Linked DNA regions of Mus musculus: region 1 is linked to region 2. The links are chromatin contacts, called in public promoter capture Hi-C maps. All regions are on one chromosome and are shown on one strand. The core of a region is the stretch at or near the end of the contact, and the rest is flanking DNA. Distances in the headings are between cores, read along the strand shown. Region 1 holds the start of Htatsf1 (HIV TAT specific factor 1). Region 2 holds the start of Zfp449 (zinc finger protein 449).

Region 1 (7,473 bases), core at 2,851-5,350, 710 kb after region 2:
TAAATTTTATTTTACCTTATCTCCCACCCATTCTCTAAGAGAGTGGCCCCCGACCTAGGTATCCTCCAACCCTGGTACATCAAGTCCTTGAGGGGTTAGACTCATTCTCTCTCACTGAGGCCAGACAAGGCAGCCATGAAGACTAACTGAGCTCCCTGTCTGCTACATAGGTGCTGTAGGGCCTTCTTCCAGCCCGGGTATAGAACAAAAGTCCAGACAGTATTTTCCTGTTTCACAAAACTAGAGCCTCCATGAGTTAGGGATGAAATAGGTATAAAATAACTTCTCAGTTTTCAAGGGCATCAGTAGCTCAAAAACTGAGATTAAAATTCATGAGTTTATTTTTATTTGGGGAAATGAACTGATTTTATTTCTTGGGGTTAACTTCATAGGTGGCTATAATAATAGCCACAATTACATTTATATTGCTTATTGTTGTACAAAGTTCTCCTGAGATATTTCGTTTCTTTTTGTTTTTTTTTTTTTTTTTGTTTGTTTGTTTGTTTCGAGACAGGGTTTCTCTGTGTAGCCCTGGCTGTCCTGGCAGTCACTTTGTAGACCATGCTGGCCTCGAACTCAGAAATCCGCCTGCCTCTGCCTTCCAAGTGCTGGGATAAAAGGCGTGTGCCACCACGCCCGACGATATTTCATTTCTTTATTGAGGGTTCTAGATAGGGAGAGATTTGGGCACATGCAAAACATATTGTGAACATGTCCTAATTTTGATCAAGGTATTTCCTTCCTTAACAATTAGGATATGGATCACAGCAATACTCTAGGAGGTATAAAAACAGTGACAAAGTCATATATGACCAAAGCGTGTCCAGAGGGTATTATCTTCCTCACTGAAAAGTGTCCCCAATTTAACATTGTATACCTTCTGTAAGCAAATGTTGCTTTAAAGCATTTCTGAAGTTCATATTATCTTAGGTTAAAGATACATCAATTTTTTTTTTTTTGTCAGAAGAAACGCCTTCCCAACTAGGTTTATAGATTACAAGATATAAGGACAAGAAAACTCCCAAACATCATGAGGATGTGTGTGTGTGTGTGTGTGTGTGTGTGTGTGTGACCTTCCATAAAGTGTTTATAAGTAAGGCAGAGGAACTTCTGCAGAGAAGGCCCTTCTCAGGCCTTTTATCTTCTATAGGCACCCGTTTTCATTCTACTCTGACACCGAGTCTATATCTGTTTGTACTCAAACTTTATGGAACAAATGTATACTGGCTCAGGCAAGTATCTAGTGCAAACTGCAATGCTACCTTGAGCCAGATTCTCTATAGGCTTCCAGGAAGCTTTTGGACAAAAGCAACTGGGTGACTTGCAACCTTGACAGAAGATTTTTTCCCAGCTGGGCATGGTGGCACACGCCTTTAATCCCAGCATTCAGGAGGCAGAGGCAGGTGGATTTCTGAGTTCGAGGCCAGCCTGGTCTACAGAGTGAGTTCCAGGACAGCCAGGGCTACACAGAGAAACCCTGTCTCAAAAAAACAAACCAAAAAAAAATATTTTTCCCCATTTCCTTGTGTGTGTGTGTGTGGTGGGGAGGTTAGGGTATCTCCAACATTAAGAGTGTGTGCTATGTGCAATAACAATCATGCAGCGCACTATCTCTTCTATTGTAAACATACTCCAGAATGAAATGGAAGCCTAATAACAAATTAGTGAAAAGATCTATATACAGTTTTTAGATCAAAGCAAGAACTACTTAGCAGTGTTTAAATGCATCTAACAAAATCCACAGCATATATACAAGTTCAGTTCTCCAATTCTTCTACTAAAAACAAGAACCTCGTAAAAATAAGTATATTTGGAAACAACTACTGCTTTAATAATATCACTAAGGTTGAAATCAGATTCAGAGGTCTGTGAGGAGCCAAAATATTCTAGAACCCACCTGGAACCACTGTATTTACAAACAAAGGTGACTGGAATCGGAGTAATTTCTGACAAGCTTTTCCCTATGGTCAAGTCTGGGTCATAGTACTGATGTTTACACATATAGTATTTATTGCTACTTTTTTTCTTTTTTTTTTAGTGTCTTTTTTATTATCAGGTATTTTCCTCATTTACATTTCCAATGATATCCCAAAAGTCCCCCATACCCTCCCCCCCACTCCCCTACCCACCCACTCCCACTTTTTACTTTTAATGATTAAAAATTTTACTTGAATAGTTAACATTATTGCAATGAGCCTTGTTGATGAATGTAATCCATCAAAAAAAAAGCTGTTTAGAATTGTCTACTTTTTGAGTGTAAAAAGATGCACTATGTTCATAGCAGCCTTATTTATAATAGCCAGAAGCTGGAAAGAACCCAGATGCCCCTCAACAGAGGAATGGATACAGAAAATGTGGTACATTTACACAATGGAGTACTACTCAGCTATTAAAAAGAATGAATTTATGAAATCCCTAGGCAAATGGATGGACCTGGAGGGCATCATCCTGAGTGAGGTAACCCAATCACAAAGGAACTCACACAATATGTACTCACTGATAAGTGGATATTAGCCCAGAAACTTAGGATACCCAAGATATAAGATACAATTTGCTAAACGCATGAAATTCAAGAAGAACAAAGACCAAAGTGTGGACACTTTGCCCCTTCTTAGAATTGGGAACAAAACACCCATGGAAGGAGTTACAGAGACAAAGTTTGGAGCTGTGATGAAAGGACGGACCATCTAGAGACTGCCATATCCGGGGATCCATCCCATAATCAGCTTCCAAACGCTGACACCATTGCATACACTAGCAAGATTTTGCTGAAAGGACCCTGATATAGCTGTCTCTTGTGAGACTTTGCCAGGGCCTAGCAAACACATAAGTGGATGCTCACAGTCAGCTATTGGATGGATCACAGGGCCCCCAATGGAGGAGCTAGAGAAAATACCCAAGGAGCTAAAGGGATCTGCAACCCTATAGGTGGAACAACAATATGAACTAACCAGTACCCTGGAGCTCTTGTCTCTAGCTGCATATGTATCAAAAGATGGCCTAGTCAGTCATCACTGGAAAGAGAGGCCATTTGGACTTACAAACTTTATATGCCCCAGTACAGGGGAATGCCAGGGCCAAAAAGTGGGAGTGGGTGGGTAGGGGAGTGGGGAGGGGTATGGGGGACTTTTGGGATAGCATTGGAAATGTAAATGAGGAAAATACCTAATAAAAATATTTAAAAAATGCTTAAAACAAAATAATTGCTGCTCTCCCGCATCTGGTGCTCCTGTCATATTGTTCGCCAACTATAACTGAACCGCCCTTGATTTGTGCATGTCTTAGCTGCTGCCTCAGAATCTCCCTCAAAGCCTGGCACTTAATAGGAGTTCAGTAAATACTTGTCTGTCCTAAAAATATGGACCCCTTCCCTTTTCTAGGTGCATGAAACATCTAAGGAAAAAGCTCAGCTTTTCTTGGAAGACTGTTGGCTGTCTTACTAAGACACAAGGAAATGAGGCCATAGGGTTATGTTTACACTCAAGCTTCAAATTCCAGTCTGGAACACCTCGGACACGTTGCAGTAAGCTGCAGGCAAAAGCTCCTCTCACCTACAGCAGCCAGAGGGTGGTACCAGATGCCTAAAAGGGGGGTGAGATTAGGAAGTGATGGGGCCTTCTGCCCACTGCTTGTTAACTCATGCTTCACTAGACCTCCAAACAGCATGTTATGTGTTTGGGTTACTAAGATGAACAAAACCCGCGTGTACACTAAGGACAAGCATTCGAAAAATAAGACAATCCTCGGCTCCAGTGCAGGGGCGGGGATTTGCGCGAAGGAGGCGCCAAGGTTTCGCGAAGCGGGAGAAACTTGTCCCACGGTCCCACCCACCTCCCCAAGATGGCGCCTGCCGCAAAGCCCATTCCGCGCCAGCTCTACTGGAAGAGTCCTTTTTCAGGCTATCGCTTCGGCCAAACTCGTCCGGAGCGCAGAGGAGCCCGAGGTTAACGAGGTGCCATGCATTTCGGCAGGCTGCGTCCCTAAAGGCCAGTTCCCAATAAGTACAGACACGCGGCGGCAGCCGGGCTCCGAGGCCCCGCCCCCTGGCCGCGCAAGCGTCGCGGACCTTTGACGTCCCGTGGGCGGGTCGGCGCGACCCGCTACGTTGCCACCCGCGCGGACAATGGCGACTGCATCAGCCTGAGGGGGACTTCGCTCTCAACTCGTTGCCTGACGTGGCGGGGAGGAAGCTGTGGCGCCTCCGGAACCGGCCGCAGCGGTGACAGCGCGCCTGCGCGCTTCCGCCTCGCCCTGGCCCCAGCAGCGGCGGCGGCGAGGCCCTGCGGAGCCCGCCAGGTGGGTGGCAGCGACAGCGCTGACCATTTGTTGGCGCAGGCGTGCACGAGGGGGGCGGGCGGGAGGGCGGAGTCTGGGCGGTGCCTCGCAGACTTCCCAGGGTCTGCTGGGGCGCTGCGGGAGGCGGCCCGGGAGTTGCAGTGCACAGTCCAAGCTCTGCAGACCTCTCTTTCTCTGCTCTTGTCCAGCGCCCTCTCGGCCTCTTCACTTCTCTGACCGCGGTGTCCGGGACTACGTGAGAACCATGAGTGGCAACAACTTGAGCGGGAACGATGAGTTTGATGAGCAATTGCGAATGCAAGAATTGTATGGAGGAGACCCCAAGGAAGGTGACACCCAGAATGAGCCCTCTGGAGAAGCCCATTCTTTGGGACAACCACCAGATGACACTCCTTACGAGTGGGACCTTGATAAGAAGGCTTGGTTCCCTAAGGTAAGAAAGAGTATCGGAGTCCCACTGCGGAGCGGGGCCATAGGGTTCACTGGCAGCCCTTGCGGGACATTCCTCTTCTGTTTGCTCCACTGAAGTACTAGGTCTCTGAACCGGTGGTTGGTGGCTAGTCTATTGGTTCAGTCTATTGCATTCCCGATGTATAAAGGAAAGTAAATCTTAGGGTGGTGCCTTAAGTGATTTTTTTGTGCCTTATTAATTTGTGTATGTATGTGAAGGTCACAATTCGTTTTTATCTTGATATTTTTACTGCACAGAGGAAGAACACCAAGGAAATCACATTAGTAAGACTTTTATCCTGTATAGCCAAACTTAATTTACGCTTCCTGTACATGTTTGTGTAGAATGCAGCTTGTTGATTTACAGGGTGGAAGAGGTGTCATTCACCTCTACTGAAGAAACTTTTCTTGATTCTTGTTTTATCTATTAAATTTTGTTCCAGGGCATCTGAGTTCGGACCCTATAACCACAGGAATATGACTAGGAATGCACAGGAAATGAATGAAAGAGATCTATACATTTGTACTTGGGAATTGCTAAGTGTTTAATTTCAACATGGAAATAGCACAAGTGGTGTTGAACCTGGTCTTGTAAACTGTATGGTAACTGTACTCTGTTAGTCTTAGCCTCATAGGAACTTTGGCATCAAAGGGAACTAACAGCGCGACAAGCGACCGGAGAGGCAATCACACAAAACTTTTTCCATTGTGCAGGGGGATTGATTGTTGGTTGAAAAATTTCAGCTATTTATTTGTGCATATTTTAAGCATCCCAAACTGTAAAAATTTACAATTGAACTTCTGGACTGGCAATGCCCACTTGACTGTACATGTGATTTCTTTAAAGAGCGCTTTTAGTAGTCTGACAAACAATTATTTGGTATCTGGGTACCCAAAAGTGGATTCGGTGATGAAATTACTAGTTGACTTTGGGTTTTACCATCTCGTTTATTCAATACTTTTTTTGTTTTATGTATTGGCCACTTTAGTCATATACACTGTAGAGAAGTAGTAATTTATAAACATGTAGGAACGGGTGATAGCATCACTTAAAACTATGCGTGTTGTTTTGGCAGTCTGTGCACCTTTGTCCTACTTTGATCACACTACATGGTGTCCATATAAGGAGACTGGTCTTGGGTTGTACTTGAATTAGTACAGCTGCTTGTGGTGTAAACACTTGTTTTAAGTTTTAGGTTATATTTCTGAATGTACAGCCTTATACCACAGTTTCCACAAGTAAATTAACCTTGTCTGCATGTGTTTTGACTTCTCTATTTAGATCACCGAAGATTTCATTGCTACGTATCAGGCTAACTACGGCTTTTCTAGTGATGGTGCATCCAGCTCTACTGCGAACGTCCAGGACGCCAACACTAAGGCTGTAGAAGAACCTCCACAAAAAGAAGTCCCGGAGACCCCTGACTCCAAAAGGAAGGGGGAAAAGAGAAAGGCTGAATCTGGCAAGTGGTCCTGTCCTTGCCAAACCTGCCTTTAGAAGTGAGATAGGAAAAATTTGTAAATCCGTTTTACATTTTGCAGAATTATAATAGCGTTGAAAGAGCGATGATGTGACGAGTTTTCACTTTCAAATAGGCGTAAAGTCATGAAGAACAGAGGTAGCCCTTTTTCTTTTTCAGAGCGATAAAGGTCATTCACAGTCGAAAGGTTTATGTATTTTGCACGCTCTGTAGTGATTTGAATTAGTCGTCGTCTTCTGAAATAAAGAGAACATTCTAAAACTTTGAAGAAACTGCCATTGCCAAGATTTCATAATGTAATTCTTGTTTCTTTCGAATGTTTTATTTATTTCCCTTTGATTTTTTTAGGATGGTTCCATGTTGAAGAAGACAGAAATACAAATGTATACGTGTCAGGTATTTATACTGTTGCAATGCCGTTTTCATGTTGGAAACATTTAGTGTTGAGACTTTGTGCTAAGTGAGTTTTAGTTTTGGTGGGTTTTGTTCACCTGCTTTTGTTAGCTAGGAATTTACTTAGTATGGAATGAAGAAAAGTTATGCAATGTTACATGCTGTTCTTATGCCTGCCTTAGATAATTTATAGCAGTTTGTTCCTTCAGATTTAGTGAAGTGTAAGCATAGCATAACTGATATTTTTTAGTGTATAAAATACAGTCTTCACATTTATAGATAGGAAGTTTTTGTACTCCTTTATACAAGTCAGCTTTGTATTCACGTAGAGGTTTCAGGTTTCTCATTGGTAAAATGCTAAAAACTTTTACCTTCATTAAATACTTTGAAATTGTTCTCTGAAATTACAGGTCTCCCTCCAGACATCACAGTGGATGAATTTATTCAGCTCATGTCCAAATTTGGCATTATTATGAGAGATCCTCAGACTGAAGAGTTTAAAGTTAAACTGTACAAAGATGATCAAGGGAATCTTAAAGGAGATGGGCTTTGTTGTTATCTGAAGGTTGGTATTTGGTCAAGTCTCTCATCCCTTCCATTTTTAACCCAGGAAGCAAGGCTCGAATATTAGAGATACTAGCCCAAACCACCAACCATCCAAAGCAAAATACAAAGAAAATAGGTCACCTTAGTGACACTAGGATTATTTGCTTGTTTTAAGAAACTGTTTGCTACAAGATCAGCATGCTATATAAATAGGTAATTGAGGGGCTTCTCTTTTTTTTTGGTTTTTCGAGACAGGTTTTCTCTGTATAGCCCTGGCTGTCCTGGAACTCACTTTGTAGACCAGGCT
Region 2 (6,797 bases), core at 3,982-6,481:
AGTTCAATTCCCAGCAACCACATGGTGGCTCACAACCATCTGTAATGGGATTTGATGCCCTCTTCTGGTGTGTCTGAAGACAGCAATGGTATATCCATGCACATGAAATAAATAAATCATTTTTAAAAAATAGCTGGAGATATTAGCTCAGTGGAGCTGTTGTTTAGCACATGCAAAACTGGGTTCAATGGCCAGGACACCATCTCATTCATCTGTGGAGTGAGAATTACTGCCAAAAACTATTGTAAACAGTACATGGGGTGTAGAAAGAAGTCTAGTCGTTTCACTGAAATGTGAACCAAAGGGAAGCTTGCATTAAATATAGTAGAAAGGATTAAGCAGCCTTGGTATACTATATACTAAGGCTTAGGGAGAGTAGAATGTTAAAGATCTAGTTACCCAACAGGCAGGTTTTTAAAATAGAGCCCCCCACTCTCCCAGCCCCCAACCCACCTCATCTCCTCTCACTAACTAAACCTCTAGGAACTCTGTGGTTGTTTCTCTGCAGATCAAAAAATTCAGTGGGAACTGCCACACACCCCTGTCCCCCCACCCCCTTGTAAAGCAATGGAGGAATTGGGGAAATTATTAGGGTGGCATCAACCAAGTGAAGATATTTATGTTGTTCATCCTACAGTTATTTCCCCACTTCCCAAATGTTTAGTTGGAATAGATACTCTCATCAGAATTTCCACACCCTTACCTTTACCTGTACAATGAGCACTATTGCAATGGATTAACCCATGTGGAAACCATTAGAACAGACCTCATGTGGTAAATACTAAAGCAACACCAGTGTTCCATTCCTGAAAGAGTTACAGAGATTGGCCTCACATTACGAATTTGAAGCATGACCCTCACCATCTTTCTATTTTGTTTGTTTGTTTGTTTGTTTGTTGTTTGAGGCAGGGTTTCTCTGTGTAGCCCTGGCTGTCCTGGAATTCACTCTGCAGACCAGGCTGGCCTCAAACTCAGAAATCCACCTGCCTCTGCCTCCCAAGTGCTGGGATTAAAGGCGTGGGCCACCACTGCCCGGCACCATCTTTCTATTCAACTTGCCTATTTGGACCACATGGAAGGAAGCCAGGCAGATTTTGGAAGACAGCAGTGGTTCGTTGTAAATTTAATAAGGTGGGAATCCCAATAGTAGCTGCTGTTCCAGAAGTAATTTTGCTGATTTTAACATGTTGAGATACCCCTAGAACTAGGTATGCAGCTACAGATCTAGTAAATAGCCTCTCCATAATTGTTAGTAAAGATTAAAGACTACAAGGAGCAGGTTGCTACTGGGTGGTAAGACTAGCAATTCATACTTACCACGTTATTACAGAGGGGCTTTTTTCAACTTTCTGGCCCCATGTCATAATTACTTCACAAAATTCTTTTTTAATAAAATATGCTATTAATTTGTTGACATTTTCTCTTTTTTAAAAAGATTTATCTATTATTATATCTAAGTACACTGTAGCTGTCTTCAGACACAGGAGAAGAGGGCGCCCGATCTCTTTACAGATGGTTGTGAGCTACCATGTGGTTGCTGGGATTTGAACTCAGGACCTTTGGAAGAGCAGTCAGTGCTCTTAACCTCTGAGCCATCTCTCCAGCCCCCGTTGACATCATACATGCATACAAGATATTTTGATCATTTCCACTCCCAAGAGCCACTCCTACCTTGACAACTTTATGTCCTCTTCTTATTTAATAACCCACACACGTTCAAATTGTGCTGCCCATAGACTCAGGGGTGAGGGGACATCCACCAGAACTTGTTTGTCCTACCAGGGACCACACACTTAAAGAAAACTGACTGTTCCTCCCCTAGGAGCTGGCAAGTGATCATAGCTCTTCAGTTATGGGAAGAACCTCCTTCTCACGCTGGAATGCTGACTGGCTTGATCTTGCACGGGTACTGTGTAGGCAACTGAAGTGGCTGTAGGTTCATGAATATGCAAAGCTTGCTTTGCCTCAGGACTTTACAACTTCCCAACACACAGATAGCAGGCAATAGGCAGGTTTTGAAAGCACTTTTTGATCTAAGGGCACAGCTGGTATTTTTATTGAAATAACCCTGACTTCCTGCGGAAGCCAAAAACAATACCACACTATTTACTACACTTGAGATGTGGGGAGGAATCTTCTTGAGTAGGCTATTAAAGCACCACAGCTAGAGACAGGTCTTCTTAGAGTAATCCGGAGAATCTGAATGGACAATGCGTGAGTCAGTGGGTAAATAAAGGGTCATACATACATACAATGAACTTTTGGTCAACCATAAAAGGTGAAATTATAACTAGATGTGAGGGTACACACCTGTAATCCTACAATTTAGGAGGCCGACACAAGAGGATCTTCTAAAAAAAAAATTAACAAACAAAAACATGGAAAATTAGCCGGGCGTGGTGGTGCACGCCTTTAATCCCAGCACTCGGGAGGCAGAGGCAGGTGGATTTCTGAGTTCGAGGCCACCCTGGTCTACAGAGTGAGTTCCAGGACAGCCAGAGCTACACAGAGAAACCGTGTCTCGAAAAACCAAAACAAAAAACAAAAACAAAAACAAAAAAACAAAAACAAAAACAAAAAAATGGAAAATTAAATTAAGGCATTGCCACAAAATTGATAGAACTGAAGATCATAACATTAAGCAATAAGATATCATATGTGTCATCTAGAGAAAAATTAAAAATTAATTTAAGCCAGGAAGTGGTGACACGCCTTTAATCCCAGCACTTGGGAGGCAGAGGCAGGCAGATTTCCGAGTTCAAGGCCAGCCTGGTCTACAAAGTGAGTTCCCTGACAGCCAGGGTTACACAGAGAAACCCTGTCTTGAAAAAAAAACACCCCAAAATTAATTTAAATTAAAAGTTAAAATTTAAAAATTAAATTAATTTTCACAAAATTGATGTGAAAGGAAAGTTATTAGAAACAAGAAAGGGTAAAGAAAAGACAGATGAATATGACCAGAGTACATGGTGTGGGGTTTGGGGTGGTCGCTGAGAAAACTCACTTCAGATTCCGAAGCTTAAAAATGAAAGCTCTGGGGGTTAGGGATTTAGCTCAGTGGTAGAGCGCTTGCCTACCAGGCGCAAGGCCCTGGGTTCGGTCCTCAGCTTTGGGGGTGGGGGGGGGGAAGAAGCTCTGTTTTCTGAGCTCTCAGAGAGGCAGACAGTTAGGGATCTGTACTGTGTTCCCAAAGGGAGATTGTACAACATTGTTACAGAATGGGAGCACCAAGCAAGGGAGATGCGGGTGACCAATCCTACTTTGACACAAGGAAGTTACTCTTAGTGACTGGGCCTTATCTGGGTCACCTGGTTCCAGGGTCCTTGAGTCAGCTTTTGCAGTCAGGTCCCCTCCTGGACTCTGACCTGGAATCTAGAGAGATAAATGCACAAAAGAATGGATAAACAGCACGTAGTCAATTACGTCAAGACAGGCTGCACATTCATGACTTCTTTGCCTTAGTTTAGATAACGGGATAACAGCATCTTCCATCTTTACATCCCTTACTGGTCATGAGATATTTGAAGAAGCAGGATAGGAGTTGAGTTCCAGGGTTGGGAACCTAAACTCAGTTTTGATCCTGTCAGCAAGGTGGAACACGTTCTAGAGATGGCGGAACTCAGGAACCTCCTAACCTAACAATGAACCTCCTAACAACGGCACGCACGCATGAAAATGTCATAAGTAAAATCTTTACTTGCACAATTAGTATATGTTAATTTAAAATGGTGGATGGATAATATGATACAATTATATTGTATGAAGGTATGAAATTTTCAAAGAATAATTTTTAAAAAGAAGAAAAGAAGGAGCATGTGTGAGATTCTAGGTTCAATTCCCAGGAAAAGAAAACAGGAAAACACAGCAACATGAACACAAAACACAGAAAACAAACAGAGCTGTCTCCTACCTTGGGGCCAACTTTGAAGCAGAGAAATCTTCCCTCAACACATTCTCCAAGGCTTCCAAGATCTCTCTAAACAAATCACACTTTTTAAAAAATTATTATTATTGTAGTTCCTTCGAATTCTCAAAAGCATAGGTGGGCAGCCTCTAGGATGGAGATGGGTTCCCTGGGGATAGGTCCTGCCTTTGTGCAATTTCATTTGACTCTCAGACCCAAAGAATCATCAGGCTCCCATAACACCTTGGTTGAGATGAGCTACTCTTCCTTCAAAGATGACTAGGGCCCTGGTAAGAGTAACAGTGGCTTTGCAGGACTTGAGAGTCAGGGGCTCCAGGCCTCAGCTAATGAGAACAACTTTGGCTTGGATGAAGCTGTCTTCAGTGCCTGCCAACAACACCGCTCCTCCCATGTCTGTCTTGCTTCCACCGGATCATCAAGGAGGAACAAGAACAAGCAGCTTTTTTCCTTGCTATCTTGGACACACTCAGGTCTAGATACAGGTTCTCAGGCAGAAACAAAGTCCTAGGGCTAAAATTCTGGCACACACAGACCAATAGCCCCAGCCTCGGACCAAAAATGAGCATTTTTTCCCAATCAGCACTATTGTATTTAGTGGCCCTTGGACCAAGTCTCACTACAACTCACTGACAAAGGAGAAGGGAAAGTTTGCTTTCAAGGGCAGGAAAAGCAGGGAACCAATTGGAAGACTTGAAATAATGCCAGAAGGCTAATCTTCAAACTTCAGAGACCACTGGGGGCTGTTGAAGGTGGAGAGGAATAGGAGGGTTCCCTAGATGGAAGCTCTAAGCTTACAAGAGGAAAAAAAAAACTAAGATGTATATTCAAGGTCACTGTGGCACACAGACAACACAGATCAGTCAGAATCCCCCCCCCCAAATTTTTTTTTTTTATTATTAAAATGGCTCTAAGCTCTTTTGCTCTCCAGGGTGTCGTTAGGGACCCTGAAATCTGAGTTTTAAAAAATGCCTTCTCAAGAACCACCTCCTCCCCGAGGGAATCACTGAGTGGGTAGGGGCTGTTTTAAACAAAGTTTTTCCCCCACCTGCATCAATTAATCTAAAGCTGTTGGGAAGTAGCTCTTACTTGACTCACTACTCGGGGCTCGTCCCACCCAATCCCCTAGGACCATAAAGCTATAAGACCGGAAATAGGAGCTCTTCCAATGCAGCTTGAAACTAGGTGGAAGACTAGAAGAGTCCCAGCCATCCCCCACGTCAGCATCCTAGTGGGCTCTAAAAGCGGCGGGCGGCGTGGAGCCTGCCGGGAGCTGTAGTACTCAACGCGGCTGTGCGCCTGCGCCCTGGGCAGTTGCCGGTGAGCTTGGGAGAGCCGTGGGCGCAGAGGCGGTGAGTCCCGGAGCGGACAGAGGGCGTGGCTGTCCCTGGGGCGCGGGCGCGGGTAACGGGGCTCTTTTTTGCAAGGCTGGGGCCACACAAACTGGCAAATTTCATATGTGCCCTGGGAGCCAGGCCCCAGGAGCAAAGAGGAGCGGCGGGCTCCTATTCGTTCAGGGACCCCGCCGCCGCTCCCTGCGACCTGGCCAGGCCTTGCTGGGAGTCCACGATGGCAGGGAGTGCCCATCTGGGTGGTCGGACATTGTCATCCAAGAGCTCTTGGACACCACGTCCCTAACACTGGCATGGGGTTTTAAACCAGCTTTTAGGCTTTTCAGGGACATGTCACGCCTGCTGTTTCCCCAAGTGCCCTCTTTGATTAACGGTGCCTTACGGGTAGGCCCTGTGAGGGTGGATTCAGAGGCAAGCTTGGGGGCGGGGGGGGGGGGCACTGTTCCTTAATGAAGTGAAGTTTTTACTATGTAGGGCCCAGGAAAGAAACCTAGAGAAACACTTCCCTGGTAGACGTGGTGGAAGGTTTTGGGTCAGCCAGGAGAGGCTTCCCTAGCCAGCTGTGCGACTGGAGCAGCTTAAGTACTGGGTCCCCAGCCAACAGACTGCAGATCCTTGGATATCCTCCAGCAACGGTTCCATGCCTGGGCTCAGGAAACTAGAAGCTTCCTAGGAAGGAGTCTTGACCAGCAATAAACTTCACTTGAGTTCTCGCCTTGTGCCAGGCGGGCTGCTATTCACTTTCTGTGCCATTTGATCCTCGAAGGATTATTTTTTATGACGTTGATGCTATCGTTATGTGCTTGTTGTAAACAGAGGCATTTGGGTGTGAGGACTGCACAGCAAATTATGCCTAAATACATTTGGCACAGAAGGACAGGTTACTGTTACAGTGATGGTTGATATGAAGTCAGTTTCAGTCCAGTTGACAGAGTGGGAAGAGGTTCCGGACTCTTTTCCTTGAATCCTCTTCAAAAACCTTAAAGAGGACAGGTATAAGAGTTGTCTCAACCAAAAAAAAAAAAAAAAAAAAAAAAAGTATAGGCAGAGGCAGGCGGATTTCTAAGTTCAAGGCCAGCCTGGTCTACAAAGTGAGTTCCAGGACAGCCAGGGCTACACAGAGAAACCCTGTCTCGAAAAACCAAAAAAAAAAAAAAAAATAGTTGTCTCAGTAGATGGGGGAGGGGGCATAGTGTATATGCATATTCAGGTCCTGAGCCCTGGATAGACATGTATACAACCAACCCTGTGACCTCAGAGATTGCACTAAAAATATCTTGACACTATTAGTTATTTAGGAAGTACCGTATTGTCCCTCCTACATTTCTTTTGAAATCTCCATATAGAAAAATAGAATGACTTGGAATTAGGGTAGGAATGGAATTAAATTAAATCAGTGGGGCCTTAAGAAAAGGCAGGGTTCTTACCTGTCTCTGTAAGATATTAGAGAAGTGCTTTGGATAATGCGATTTACTGAGCCCCTTACATTTATCTGGCATATCGGAGGAAGCAAATTGAATTTT

Evidence for each region. Promoter capture Hi-C pulls out the DNA fragments that hold promoters and counts their contacts.
Region 1: a promoter capture Hi-C map of the HPC-7 cell line shows a contact between it and region 2, with 3 times the contacts expected there. The contact joins the promoter of Htatsf1 here to the promoter of Zfp449 in region 2. A contact is called at or near these places in 5 of 39 promoter capture datasets (the 3T3-L1 cell line, the HPC-7 cell line, HPC-7-derived erythroid cells and 2 more) and 1 of 484 Hi-C or Micro-C datasets (olfactory sensory neurons).

What each region holds. Positions count from the first base shown.
Region 1 is chrX:57,049,470-57,056,942 of GRCm38.p6, forward strand. It overlaps Htatsf1 (HIV TAT specific factor 1), which reads left to right and starts at 4,101. Exons shown (of 10, transcript NM_028242.2): 1 at 4,101-4,296; 2 at 4,485-4,729; 3 at 6,029-6,209; 4 at 6,576-6,623; 5 at 7,031-7,185. The coding sequence starts at 4,541.
Region 2 is chrX:56,341,166-56,347,962 of GRCm38.p6, forward strand. Zfp449 (zinc finger protein 449) reads left to right here and starts at 5,232. Exons shown (of 5, transcript NM_030139.5): 1 at 5,232-5,274. Gm38625 (a long non-coding RNA gene) reads right to left here and starts at 5,231. Exons shown (of 3, transcript XR_878111.3): 1 at 5,012-5,231; 2 at 3,911-3,976; 3 at 2,955-3,372.